2 separate regions of the Mus musculus genome follow, and region 1 is linked to region 2. A link is a contact called in public HiChIP or PLAC-seq data. All regions are on one chromosome and are shown on one strand. The core of a region is the stretch at or near the end of the contact, and the rest is flanking DNA. Distances in the headings are between cores, read along the strand shown.

What was found. HiChIP or PLAC-seq counts read pairs in DNA pulled down with a chosen protein or histone mark.
Region 1: a contact with region 2 is called in a BATF HiChIP or PLAC-seq map of CD8 T cells, with 25 read pairs. The contact joins two enhancer-like sites. A contact is called at or near these places in 1 of 15 datasets of contacts at CTCF or cohesin (CD8 T cells), 3 of 484 Hi-C or Micro-C datasets (CD4 T cells, Th1 cells and myocytes) and 2 of 115 datasets of contacts at active chromatin or transcription factors (CD8 T cells and memory CD8 T cells).

What each region holds. Positions count from the first base shown.
Region 1 is chr16:24,505,406-24,512,833 of GRCm38.p6, forward strand. The region is part of intron 3 of Lpp (LIM domain containing preferred translocation partner in lipoma); the gene reads left to right. Among named protein-coding and RNA genes, the nearest start is that of Gm24440, 100 kb to the left of the region's middle. Within about 2 kb of position 2,651, at least 56 of the 459 cell types and tissues checked have an H3K27ac peak or open chromatin away from gene starts, as enhancers often do. A contact at or near this core is called in CD8 T cells, Th1 cells and memory CD8 T cells, where this site is marked.
Region 2 is chr16:24,702,368-24,709,396 of GRCm38.p6, forward strand. The region is part of intron 7 of Lpp (LIM domain containing preferred translocation partner in lipoma); the gene reads left to right. Among named protein-coding and RNA genes, the nearest start is that of Mir28a, 120 kb to the right of the region's middle. Within about 2 kb of position 2,079, at least 21 of the 459 cell types and tissues checked have an H3K27ac peak or open chromatin away from gene starts, as enhancers often do. A contact at or near this core is called in CD8 T cells, Th1 cells and memory CD8 T cells, where this site is marked.

The DNA.
Region 1 (7,428 bases), core at 1,401-3,900, 200 kb before region 2:
GTGAAACATCTTCTCCTGACTTGAAATTAAATGCTGTTCCAGTGACTCGTCCGTAATAATTCTTTATGTTTAAACTGCTTCTCATTCAGAATATAAGTAGAACAAAGCTACAGGAGGCAGGAACCACACAGAAAGATCAAGCCTAGGACACTGTGCCCAGCCTGTGCCCACCAGATTGTGTGTATGGCAAAATCTGTGAAATGGGGCCAGCAGTCAGGAAGGGCTCCTTTGTGAGTGTCTCGGGCTTGTTTAGAAATAGCACCTCTCAGTATGTGGGCACATTCGACACGAGAGAAATAAGTATCTAAATGGGTAGTGCCCACATGTCCTCCTCCATGACTGCACCACCTTCCTCTGTGCCACGCCAGTTACAGAAATGCTGCTCTTAGGCTGTTACATGACTAGGATCTGAATTTTGAATTGTTTTTCATTGTTTAATACAACTTTATATAATGTTTTAACTTTAACGGAATGTTAAAGTTCTCTGTAAGTACTAAGCTTAGTATACTTTATTCCTTAAACATAAGATAATAAGTATCCAAATAACAGAGTGTGAAGACTGTTAGAAGTATTATTAAAACATAATTTTGAAAATTTGGAGAGCTCTTGGAATTTTGGTTTATTGTCTTTTAATTTCAAAGGGTAAACAATGTAATTTAAGGCAACCACACTTTAAAATATTAAAATAAAACAGAATAAAACCTAGTAGTGTCCCAGCAAAGATGCATAGACTTGAAAGTGTGAGCTCTAAGGTTGCTTGTATTTGAATGGTGTGCACAGACAGCTTCAGTGGGAATGAATAACAAAGCCTATTTAAGCCTTAATTTAAGTGACTTTAATGAGGGATAGATGTGCCTTGTATGCTTAGTTGTACATATTAAAGGATGTCTGTAAGGACCCAAGATAGTGTTTAGTGCATGACCTGCCCGAAGGCCAGCCTCTGTGGATGGTGGCCTGCTTATTGGGTGGCACGCTCATAGGTGCTGGCTGCAGTACTCCTTGGTGTCCACATTGCCTTGCTTTGTCCTGGCTTTTCTTTCTAATCCAGACCTTGGTACCAGCCTGGTACTGGAGTTGTTGCATGCACAGTGAAGGGCAGCCACTTAGTGGAGGTTTCTGTTTTTGTTTTTGTTTTTTAAGATCTTGTTGATGCAGAGCTATTGAATACCTGGTGGAATCTTACCCCATAGGGTGCAGGGGAAAGTTGATGATGGTGATGGAGAGGTGGGTTCTTTTTCACTATTGGCAGAGGTGAGTGGGCTTGGTCTGGAGTTATAGCAGATGGCGGCTGGTAGGAAGGGTGGGTAGAAGAGAGACCCACGGAGAGTTTGATGTTTGAAGTCTGAGTTTGTGATAGAGCTGAGCCATTGTAGACCTGCAGCATGTTGTAGTATTGTGTAGGGCAAGGAAGGCAGGGCTACTTTCTAGTCAGCCCCACATGCGTGTTTGCATAGCTGTTCCTAAGTGTGTGTGAGTAACGGGGCCAGTGGCTTCAGGGACTTACCCAAGGCCAGAAAGCTAGGAAAAAGCTTTCATTTGACTAAAGAGTTCAGTCTGGTAATGACTATGAGTGACAGAAACGGGCAGCAGGAACAGGGAGGGAGAGGGCCTCTGCCCCATTTCCTGCACCCCAGGCAGCTAGTGAGTAGGAGTTCTAAGTTTCAGTATTTGATAGCATCACCTCCTCTGCTTTCCCAGAAACTATTCCTCGAAGTATGAATTGAGTTGTTCCTCTGTGGGGAGCTGTCTCAGTTCAGAGCTGACTTTCTGCTCTGGTTGTTTACTGCAACAGGGCAACAACTGGTAATTTAGAGGGAGGATAATCAAATGGAAAAAATAAAACCGAGCACACTAAATGAAGCAAAACCCCAGTGCTGTGCAGCCGGGGGCCTGGGTGTGGGTCTCAGGACCTGTGGGAATTGGACAAGTACATTTATTTCCTGTAACTTGGAGGAGAATGGTTTCCATGTGAAAGATTGTTCTGACAGTGTTTTGCACACTTAGTGTGGATCATAGGGTAACGAAATGGAGGAGATCATGGACTTGAATTCTCTTCTCCTATGTGAATTGTAGAAATAAAGAACTGACCAGCACGTGGAAGTTGTGGATATATATCTATAAAATGTGGCAGGGACCTCATAGTCCCCCTTTGTTCAAGATCTGTGTGTATCTGAGCTCCAGCATGTATGCATACATGCCTGGACATACATGGAAGTTGTTTTAGATTGTGGTGGTTGAAGCTACTCACCCAGTGAGCATCTACCCCAGGGGCTCTCCTCTGCCCTTTGCAAAGGCCGGCTGCCAGTATTCTCTGATTATTATTATTATTATTATTACTTAATAAGCTCAGCTGTGCCTGCATGAGGGAGTCAGCTGGAGAGACCCGTGAGCTTTATTGAGCTCTTTTTATTGGTGGAACTTCTCCCATGCTTGCTGCTTGTGGCCACAAGGACTCACTGGTCAGAAGAGGAAGGGGAGAGAGTATCTGGGGCAGAGGACATAGCTTCTTGCTATGAACCTGCTTTTCCTGGGCGTAGATCTTTCACAGAGGAAGACAGAGGTTTCAGGGCTGTTTAGCTCCTGTGTCCTTGAGACTGTTGTGAGAAATCTCTGATTGGTGCTGCTTCAGATGTGAGGCTCTCTTCCCCGCCCCATGTGTGGCTGTGACTTGTGTCTTGGCTATTCAGGTTTGAATGAGTCAACACACTGTGACCCTGTGGTGTGCTTCGCAGCACACTAAAATCAGTCAGAAGGCAAGGCTGCCTGTCCTGACCCTAGTGCCCACTCACTGCGCATGGGTGAGAGCCTCTGGTCACTTCTAGAGTGCGCCTTCTCTATGATGGGGTTGATGTGGAAATCAAGAAGAAACATTTTTGTTTAAAAGTAATATTGGACCCTTTAGATCTCAGGCCATTTGAAATAGGTACCTAGGGGCCATTAAGATGACTCAGCAGTTAAAGATGGAGGATCAAGCCTAGTGACTTGAGTGTGAGCCTTAGAATCCACATGGTAGATGGAGAAAACAAACTCTCAGAAGTTGACTTCTAAGACTTATGCACTGACATACATGTCTTGCTTTTTCACACACAAAATTGGAAGCAAAAAAAAAAAAAAAACAACAAAAAAAAAACAAACTTATATCCTTGGTTCCTCCTTGAATAAATAAATGTGCTGATCCTAAAAAAGAAAATCAGTCTAAACTTGAGGGCAATTGGAAAGTGTGCCTCTTTGTACTTGGTGCTTGCGGTACCTGAATTTAGGCTGGTACCATAATGGGGATATTTGGTTGAAAGAGAACCATGTAAGTTAGAGCTGAAGATATTCAGCTTTCCGCTCTCTTTAATCTACCATGGTTCCTATATTTTCCTTGCCATTGATCCATGACCTTGAGAGCTCCATTTTAAAAACAATCTCTCTCTCTCTCCCCACACGCATGCGCACATACACACACACACACACAAATACACATGTATGCTAGAGCACATATGTGGATGTTGGAGGAGAGAGAGAGAGAGAGAGGGAGAGAGAGAGAGAGAGAGAGAGAGAGAGAGAATATGAGTTTGTTCTGCTGTGTGAGTCTTGGGGATTGAAGCCTGTGGTCAGGTTTGGTGACCAGTGCCTTTACCAGCTGAGCCATATCTTTGGCCCTTGACCCAATTTTTAATGCAACACATGGATATGTGTTTCTCACAGAGACATAGTTACTGGGTGGCAGAAGGTTCCTATTTGACACGTGGAGGTCTAGCAAGGTCACACGTTGGGGAAATAGCAAAGTCAAGACTAGAAGCCAACTCTTTAATACTCTGTTCTCTGCTCTTTCTAACACATCACTCCTTCCTGTCAGGTGGAGAGAGAACCAGATGGTTTGACAAATGGCTCTTGTTGCTGTCAAATCTGCCTCTTTCTGCTCTGACAGACAGTTCTTACCTTCCCTCTGTGGGGAGGGGGGTGTGATAATGGGAAGGGGAGGACGTGGGGGAAGGAAGACAATCCCCATGATGTTTCTGTGGCAAGAAGCAAGACAAAGGTAATGAGGAGTCGTCACCTTGAGTTTCAGCACACAGAGGACTAGGAATGGTGGGCCGTGTTTGGAGACATTGATTTCATATCTATCTATCTTTAAAAATCATGTTTAGGATACCATATCCATAAATACTAATAAGACTGTCTGATTCCAATTTCCAGGTGAGATTAGCATTTTATTGAGTATTTTATCTGTCAGACTCAATACTCAGTGCACCATCCTCCCAGGCTTATTAGCATAATTGCCATGCTTAAGCAACAATAAAAAAATTCAGCAGTAAAATAGCAGTTAGTGCAGGCAATTTGTTATCAAAAGCTTTTACTTAAGGACAGCTCCAGCCTGCAGTTATTAGCAAGTAAGGGTTATAATTTATTTTTATTTGGAAAAACAAAAAGAGGGAAAAAGAGTTTTTCCTTTTTGTTTTAGAAATAATAGAGGAATTGCAAAACATCGGCTCTCTAGAAAATTGTCCACATCCCATCTTGCTTTGCTGAATGCAGGCTGTGCTGGGAATTGACTCCACTTGAGGCATGTTGGCTCAGACAGGAAGTTGCTCTCCCAGGCACTGGGACAAATGAGTGGGAATGTCCCTTTCTGCTCCTACAGACATTTCCAAAAACACTTTCCAATGTGTGTTGCTGTTTGAATTTCACACCAGTTTTGTGAGGGCCTCCATTCTTAGAAATAGAAATGGGGTTGGAATGACTTTGTCCCAGTTGAGCCTTTGAGTGGCATGGCCCCTCAGGAGCTCTTCATCCAGCCTGTAGTCACACCTCTCTATGGTAATCCCTCATGTTTCTGTCCCCAGTTCTCTTGGGTGTTATTTATTATTATCACATACATGGATCAGATGACAGGCAACACACCTAAATGTGTCTTTACACACAGACTTGTGTATATATACACATACATATTTATGCACAAATACATGCATGCACATATATTTTTTTCTACATATATTTTTAATTTAGTTTGCATGGTATGTAATATGCATGTGTGCCTTTGTGTGTGCATACCCTCATTCCTGTGGGTACACATGCAGGCTAGAGGTTCCTGTCAGCATATTTTCTTTCTTCACCTTACTTTTGGAGACAAGCTCTCTTATTTGGGTAGACTGGTTGATAAGTGAGCTGCGGGGATTTGCCTGTGCTGTTCAGTGTATTGGTGTTACAGATAGAGCACCGCCATCACACCACTTGCTTGAGTTACAGGCACTGTAACTCACTGAGCCATCCTTCTGCCCCACTGAAATTGAATTCTTTACTTACTTGTGTTTCCTTAGGTATACTGGTTAGAACCGTTCTTCTACATGCGTTTTTCTTGACTCAAGTGTCTCCCATTCCCTGCCTTTAAAGTCTGTCTCTCGCTCTCTGCATTATCTGTCTCTCTTACTCTCTGACTGACTCAGAAAAGTATCCATGATTGCCACCTGTGAAGGACCTGGCACAGTAGAAATGGTTTTATAAGTAATGGTTCAGTCTCTGCCAGCCAGCCAGATAGGATTTTAAAGGTGGGGATTTAGAAGTCATTTTTCATCTTTATTTCTGGAGAAAGATATCAGAAATAAATAAGAACATTAAATTGAGGCTTTTTACTGTGGTTTAGCCTGAAATTACAGTGATAATTTTCAAATTGAAGATAAAATTTTTGGTGAAAATGGACAATTGAGGCTCGTAAACTTTGAGATAAGTTACTTTAGCATCTTACATTTTTGTTTGCTCAGTAAGTTCCAGGAAAGGCTGAATCCTCACCAACTGGAATGTCTCTAATGTGAAAGGCTGTGTGTAGTCGACTTGGGGTTTATAGGCTAACTCAGATGGGGCATTAGACGGGAGACATGTCTCTACCATCAGAATAGCAATAATAACTTGATAATGTTCTCCTCCTCCAGGACCTACCATATGGTAGGAACTCAGCTAGACTCTTTTCTTATGTCATTTAGTTTCCATAATGTATCCAGTTATGCACTGAGTGAGCACCTATGGTGTACTTACTGTATACCAATCACTTCTGTGCATTGCATGTATCACTTCATTTAAGTGTTGTAACAACCCAGAGCCATGGTTGCTGGTTATCTTCTGAGTGTGTAGATGAGGAAGTGTAGGGAGGAGAGCCTAAGTAATTTGACCTTGACACCTGACTAATAGCCAAGCTCCTAACACACTTGTGATTGGATGACTTAGCAAATGAAGTAAATTAATAAATTAATGGAGAAAGGTGACCCAGAGTACAATAAGATGTCAGGGTTAGTCTAGACACTCAAGAACAAATAATTAAAAAAAAAAAAAAAAAAACCAAAGAATTTGAAACTGGCAGGAAACTTTTTTAATGTTTTAAAACTTCAGTTAAACGGGTTCATGGGGTTTCAGCATCTGCTTTGACTTATCTTAATACCACTGTGGAATTAATTCTCTCTCCCAGTACCATTGTGGGAATAACTTTGAAAAACAAACAAACACTAAATGGCACATGAGAGCAAGCAGAAGCCCATGGTTTGTGGTGGGTGTCCAGCAGCACTTGAGCTGCCTTAGAGGAAGCAGTTTTGTGTTCTGGTAAGGGACAGCCACCAAAGGTGTTTGTCTAAGTTTAGTGCACCTTATAAAATGTGACCTTGGAAAACAACTTCTTTGTGTTCCATTTTCCCCATCAGTGAAATAAGTTCCATTGTGAGGATTAAATGAGTGAAAATAATGTACATAGAATAGTACTTAGGACATAACATCTCTTATGGCGTTAGCTCTTTCTGCTTTCTTGGGCTTCAGTGGAAAAAGGACCCTGTAGATTCATGCCCATTTACTCAAGGACAATGAAAAAGTTTAGCTTTGGAGGTAGAAGTGGCAATTGCACAGCCACTGATGTCCTTGGAAGAGCTTTGGGTTTCTTTGTCTATGACCTCTGATATCTGCAGATAGTGAAGGGAACAGGGACCCTAAGTGACAGTAGAGGAGTGGAATGGAACCCACGTTGTGCCTGATAAACTGTGGTGGAAAGTTGCTTTGTGCCTACCACAGGCCAGTTCACTGGCCAAAAGTGGGCCAAGAGTGGTATTTTTCTGGCTCTTCTTGGCTGGTTCTCTCTTTCCTTGAACTGTACACGCCTGAAGCCTGTCCTAGAGCTGTCTGACATTTCTTTTCTCTAGAAAGCATTGACAAACTTCGAAAGTACCAGGCGGGGGCCGGGTAGAAATGTCTTCAATAGTAATGCACTCTAATTTAGGTCCATCAGGCAGCTTTTCCGAGTGGGCATATTGCAGACAGTTTTCCAGGTGCTCTGCGGACATGGACTCTGTGCTGGTGGCTGCTTTAGGATCCCATGTTTTATGTGCCTCCGTGTTCCAAGCAGCAGCTGGACAGTGTTTCTGTGTGGTGTGTGTATGTGTGTTTTCCTGGAATTGATAGTATGGA
Region 2 (7,029 bases), core at 829-3,328:
AATTATTCTGAGAATCTTTGCTGAACATGCTTGTGGTAAATCTGGGCTGATTTCCACCTTAGAGCAGTTTCAGTATAGCCTGGGCCAGTCACCAGCATGGGATAAACTTAAGGTAGTGAGAAGTCTTGTGCATATTGATATTGGAGTCATGTACATTGCTGATTTAAATGATGCCTGATAGACCCATGGGCAGTACATATGGAGTTCTCTGAGAATAGATAGATGCTCTTGACCCAGGAGAAAAGCCTGGCCAGTAGGGTGAATTTGGTATCTGGGTGAGTTTCCAGCAATACACCAGAAACTCGATTACATAAAAGAACATTATTTTTCTTACCTTTACTTTTATTTAGTTTTGGGGTTTACAAGTTTAGTCTCTGAACACTTCATCTCTTTTTGAAATGTACCATTTTAGAAGAGTATAAAGCTGCTTTTCTGGGCTTATGATGGGTAAAATAACAACCTAGTAATAGTCAAATTGTAACTTCTAGATCTTGTGGACAAATTTCTTTATTTGTTTAGTCTCAATGGGCTAAAATGAATAGAGAAAGTTTATATCCTTTCTCGTTTGAGCTTCTAGAGCCTGCCTGCATTCCTTTGTTTATATCCTCATCCACTGTCTGGAAAGCCTGCAATAAATCAGCTCTTTGACTATGCTTTCTTCCATATGGTTCCATCTGATTATACAGGGAGTATTTCTGCTTTGGGGGCCTTGTGTGATTAGATTAGGTCTACCTGGGTAATTCAGGTCTTTGTCTTCATCTCAGATTGTTTATGGTTAACCACATCTTCAGCGTTTATTCTGGCAAATAAAGAAATTTGTCCACAAGATCTAGAAGTTACAATTTGACTATTACTAGGTTGTTATTTTACCCATCATAAGCCCAGAAAAGCAGCTTTATACTCTTCTAAAATGGTACATTTCAAAAAGAGATGAAGTGTTCAGACAGGAAGTAGGCTTTTTCCTTTAGGTAATACATCCTGAGTTTATGTTGATAGTAACAGGGAATTCATTCATTTAGTGCAGACATATGCAGTCTGTTGTGTAATATCTCATTAAGGTCAGTAGCAGGTCCTTGCTAGCCAACAGTGATTTGTAGCGGTTTCCACGGGAAATGAAGTACAGTGGTTACCTGTTCTTGGAACACATTTCAGTATCTTGTATGTTGTAAATGTTCACATCATTATTTTATTCTTTCTCCTTGCTTTGGTTTTGCCCTGATGGGAATACTACTCAAGGTCTAAAGCCTTTCTGAATTTTGTTGTTGTTGGTTGTTATTAGTATGTTTTATTACTGTAACAAAAGACCTGGAGCTAAAATAAAAATTCTTGGAGGTTGACATTCAAGCAATATGGCTCTGTTAACAGCCAAGTTTTTCTGCCCTTACTTCAAGGCAAATGGCATCATGGGAAGAGTGTCCTCATATGCATATATCAGAAGGCAAGGTTTGCCTCCATGAGCATTCATTTCATAATCTGCTTTTTTCACAAGATCCACCTTCTAAAGATTCCCAGCTCAAGAGTATCACATTTACCAAGCTTCCAGTTTATAGACCATGGTAGTGTTCACTAAGACATAGGCCAATCATATTATCGACCTGTGAAAAGTTGCCCTAGCTTTTTCAAGCCGCTTGTAGCCTGCCCAAGAACAGCACGATTATGTGCCTCAGTTACAGTGCAGCCCACGTTGTGGTGCTTCCTGGAGCTGATGTACAGTGACTGAGCCAGCATAGACCTTCAGATATTCACCCCAGGAGCAGTACCCATTCTCCCTGGAATTGTGAACATATTTAGGAAGTCTAATCATCACCTCTGTTTCCTGGTGCCTTTAATGTAAGAATAGGTGATTAACGTGTATGCTTGTCTAAGACTGACTTGTCATACATATGAGCTGGAGAACAGAAATAGATGGAAAGATTTTTGTGATAGATTATGGAAGAGAAGATGTATTGTTAAGTCAAGTCCAGTTACACTGTTGAGTTGCAGAGCAGATCAGCTAAACAGGATGTTCTCTTGTAACTCTCCTGAGGTGGGCTCAACCTCAAAAGAGAAGGTGTGAGTGTGGTGTGCCCTGCCGGAGCCTCTACCGAGTGAGTCACTTATGTGAAAATGTCTTGACATACATAGAATTGTAGAGCCCACACTGTATCTGATCACAGAAATGTTACTGCATAATAGCAAGCTGGCTTTGATCTCCATGGGATTGCAGGCTGGGGGATGAGGAGGGGTGGCTTTTGAAAGGTCACCTCTACTACTCAGGAGAACACAGAGTATCAATCCCTTATATCTGCGAGCTGGTGTAGCAAGCATTGGAAGTGTGTGCATTAAAGGAAAACTGCCATGTATCTTCATGTGTGAATGGGGTGCTTTTTTTTTTTCTGGAAGAGCTTAGCATCCTGACTACTTTCCCTTCTATGTTGTAGTTGATGATATCTCACACCCACTGGTGTGTGAAGAGGAAGAACCTGCTATGCCTACTTTCTGTGTTAGTGATGTGGCATAATGTTTTCTGGAAATGCCACACAATTTCAAATGTGACTCCTTTCTAAACTTGCGAATAGAGTTGACAACAGTGAAATATGTCCTGTAAACAAACCCCGAGACACTATCTTTTGAATGAGTGGTAGTTGAATTTATACCAAATCCCAGAAGTAGGAAGTCCCACATGTGTGGAGTTCTCTCTGCTGCCCGAGGCCCACAAGGGGCAGTGCCGGGAACAAAGCCTGCATCACCTACTTACTCTCATTCCAGTCCAGCACAGCTGAGTCCAAGTTTTATATTCTATTACTCACAATCCAAATCGATGGTAACATATAATATTTTACCTTTATTGAGTAAAACTGCAACTCTCTTCTAAAGGTGATTGCATTGCTATGTGACTTTTTATGCTATTAAATTCTTCTACTCACATCTTATTTCTGGAATTGCAAGAGAAGTAACCGAAGGACTCATTTATCTCTTTTTATGAGGTACTTAGTGGACATTGTTGAATGTTTTCTGGATGGTGAGGGTACAATCACAAATAAAGTGAAATGTACGTCCTTAAAGGGTTCATTTTCCTGTGGGAGAGGATTCAAAAGCAGACAATTATGTACTAAAGTCTAACTAAGTGGTAGAGAGAAAGTTGAAGGTAAAACATAGAGGGGATGGGATGGTCTGGTCATTGCGTTTTTTTCTGGGGTTTCTGGGGAGACACTTAAGATGAGGTAGCATTGGAGCACAGCTACCTAGGTTGTATTGAAACAAGCTATTAGATGCATGTTAAAGGATGTTCCAGACAGGCACGTTTCAATTTTTTGTTATTTTAGGGGATAGAGGAGAAAAGACGGCACAGATTCTAGCCAGCAATGGCATGGGTCAGATTGGAAAGCAGCCTGGATTGGCTGCTGCACTCTGTGAATCAAGATGCTAGGTATCAGTGAGAAAGAAAGCAGCTCCTGATCATGGCACAGGGCTCTGGACTCTGGGTCTTCCTTAGAGGGAGCTGGGGAACATCTGGAGGCTTTGATGAGAAGTGTTCTAGTCATGGTGGCCTCCTGCTGGAAAACAGACAACAGGCAGTAATGCTTCAAACTACCTAGATGTGAAAGCTGGCAGGACTCTATCAATGAGACAGGTTGTAGACAGGAAGATCCAAAGGTTTGCAAGTCTAGGACTGATGGCCTAATCAACAAGATGGTGGGCAGATGGGATGTGAGTAGTAACCACTTACTGAGGTTCCAGCAGACAGAAAGAGCAGGCATTTGGTTTCCATTTTTAGAGGTGCTTTCATTTTGACATTTATTTTAGACTTTTATTTGTTTGTGGTAGGGTGTTGGATGTGTGTGTTTGTGGCTTGTGTGTGCACATATGCACACAGACACCGTCGTAGCTTATTGGGTATCTCCTCATATCTTTCTCTATGTTGTTTTACTTTGTGCATGTACAGGCTTTGCTTTCTTGCTTGTACTTATGTCTGCACACTATGTGCCTGCCTGGTGCCTACAGAGTTCAGAAGATTGCATTGGATCTTCTGGGACTGAATTCTCAGTTGTGAGCCACTGTGTGGGTACTGGGATTGGAACCTAGGGCCTCTGCAAGAGCAGCACTTAACCATTGAGCTCTACTCTTAACCATTGAGCGTCTTTTCAACCTTTGTCATCATTAGTTTTTGAGACAGGTGTGTCATTTGAACTTGAAGTTCACTTCTTTTGAGTGGTAGGCTCAGAACTCCTGAAATCCAAATGTCTTTGTTTCCAAGTGCTGGGCCTTTGCTGGGGGTCTGAATACAGGTTTCTTGCTTTAAAAGCAAGTTCTTTTATCTAATGAGCCATATTCTTAGCTTTTTCTTTCTTTTTTTTTTATATAATGGGGGAAAGGGAGAAAAGATGATCAAGAATTTGTCTTTGTATATGTTCTGTTTGTCCTGTTAGAATCTCAGTTTCTACTGAATAGGTGTATATTCGAGGCTCAAAGTCAATCTTTCCTCTTGATATCTCATTAGGAGTCAGCAGAATGAACTTCAGAACTTTGCCACTTAAAGACTAAAATCTGAGACAATATTTTAATGCAATGGAGACAACCGAAGAAATGATCTTGGAGGCAAAGAATATGCCTGTGGGAGGAGGCCCCAAGCACAGTGGATTCTAGAAGCTAGGAAGAACATTTCTGAAGACGATCCAGTCACTTGTATTGTATGATCAAAAGCCTAAAGATTGAAATTTGAAGCATACAGTTCAGACCTTTGGTGGAGTTTAAGATGGCATGGGCATTCTCTGTGCTCTTCTTCAATGTTTATTCACTTTTATCATTTTTTGATTTGTATGGATGAGCCTGAGGTGCTAAATGATCATTCAGTGCAGTGGGCCACAGTGTTAGATCCCAGGGCAGGGCCCTGCTTCAACACATGCTGTTGTCTGAACTTCTGTGACCTAATTAACTTTTCTCTGTTTTAAAAAATAGACTACATTCAGTAAATTGCCAGGCTATAGTTATTTTGCCATTTTTACCTCTGGTTTTTGGTTTGCTTGGTTTTGTTTTGTTTGGTTCTTTGAAATTCAAAAAATCATCAGATCCTACTAGAAAAGCCTATACTCAACAAAACTGGAAAATCTGGATTAAATGGACAATTTTCTACTCAGATACCAGGTACCTAAGTTAAATCAGGATCAGATAAACCATCTAAACAGTTCAATAACCCCTAATGAAGTAGCAGCAGTCATTAAAAGTTTCCCAACCCAAAAAAAAAAAAAAAAAAAAAAAAAAAAAAAGACAAACAAACAAACAAAAAACAAAAAAACAAAAAAAACCCAAGAGCAGATGGTTTTAATGGAGAATTCTATAATTCTATCAGACCTTCAAAGAAGACCTAATATCAATTCCCTTCAAAATATTCCACAAAATAAAAATAGAAAGAATACTACCCAATTTGTTCTATGAAGCCACAATTATGCTTATACCTAAACCACACAAAGACCCAACAAAGAAAGAGAACTTCAGACCAATTTCCCTTCTGAATATTGATGCAAAAGTAGTTAATAAGATTTTCACAAATCAAATCCAAGAACACATCAAAACAATCATTCATCATGATCAAGTAGGCTTCATTCCAGGAATGCAGAGATGGTCCAATATATGGAAATCCATCAATGTATCCCACTGTATAAACAAACTCAAAAAAAAAAAAAAAAGCCACATGATCATCTCATTAGATGCCAAGAAAGCATTTGACAAAATCTAACACCTGTTCAGGATGAAAGTCTTGGAAAGATCAGGAATCCAAGGTCCATACCTAAACATATTAAAAGCAATATGGCAACATCAAACTAAATGGAGAGAAACTTGAAGCAATCCCACTAAAATCAGGGACTAGACAAGGCTGCCCATTTTCTCCCTACCTATTCAATATAGTACTTGAAATCCTAGAGCCATTAGACACCAAATGGAAGTCAAAGGGATACAAATAGAAAAGGAAGATGTCAAAATATCACTATTTGCCTTTTCCGGTGATATGATATTATACTTAAGTGATCCCAAAACTTCCAACAGAGGACTCACTCCTAAACCTTATAAACAACTTCAGCAAAGTGGCTGAATATAAAATTAACTCAAATATATCAGTAGCCTTCCTTACTCAAAGGATAAACAGGCTGAGAAAAAAATTAGGGAAACAACACCCTTCACAATAGCCACAAATAATATAAAATACCTTGTTGTCTCAAGTGATAGTTGATTAAAATCCTGTTTACTGAAGATCAAAAGTTGACTGTAAAAGATAACAGGGCTATGAAAATTGTGTTTGAGTATATTCTGTCTACTGTATATATGACCATGTTTATATCAATAGCAGTACTTCTCTTTTGTAACTAAAATGGAAGGAAGATGTAGTTTTGATTTCAAAAGTCTATTAAATAATGATCTCATACTATGGATAGGGCGATAATATAAAGACATGAAACCAAGATAACTAAATTCTACGTCTACTCTGTTCTATACTAATCTACTTAGGAGACCTTGACATATTCTTGCCTCTGTCTATGCCACACTATCTCAGATGCAACACAAAGCGGTGATTTAATTAATTACAGTATCTCAGGTTCCCAGTGTAGGAGATGGGAATTCTGGGGTGAGATCAAGGAGTGTTTTCTTCTGATGGCATGTAGCTTGGTCTCCATCTTATAAGTGGCCCTTATCATGGAAGGAGGCATCTCATTGTTCCCACATTCAGAATGTATGATTCCATAAGGCTGCTCCATGATGGTATTAACCGAGTCCTAAATGTGGCTGTATCCCTTATGGCTTCTTCAGGGTCTGATTACTGTGTAAGAGGATCAGAAGTGCACAGGGAAATGCTCTGGATCAAGGGGTCAGTGGACAGTAGGATGGTTATGACTCATGGAATGCAGTAAAGTCTGAAGACAGAGCATACAGTACACGCTCAGTAAGACAAGCCTTTCAGAGTGGTTTTTCTCCTTTTTATATTTTCATGATCATAGAGTCAACTATTTTACCCAAAACTGAATGACAAGGCCTCAATTTAGCCCCTCTGTATAA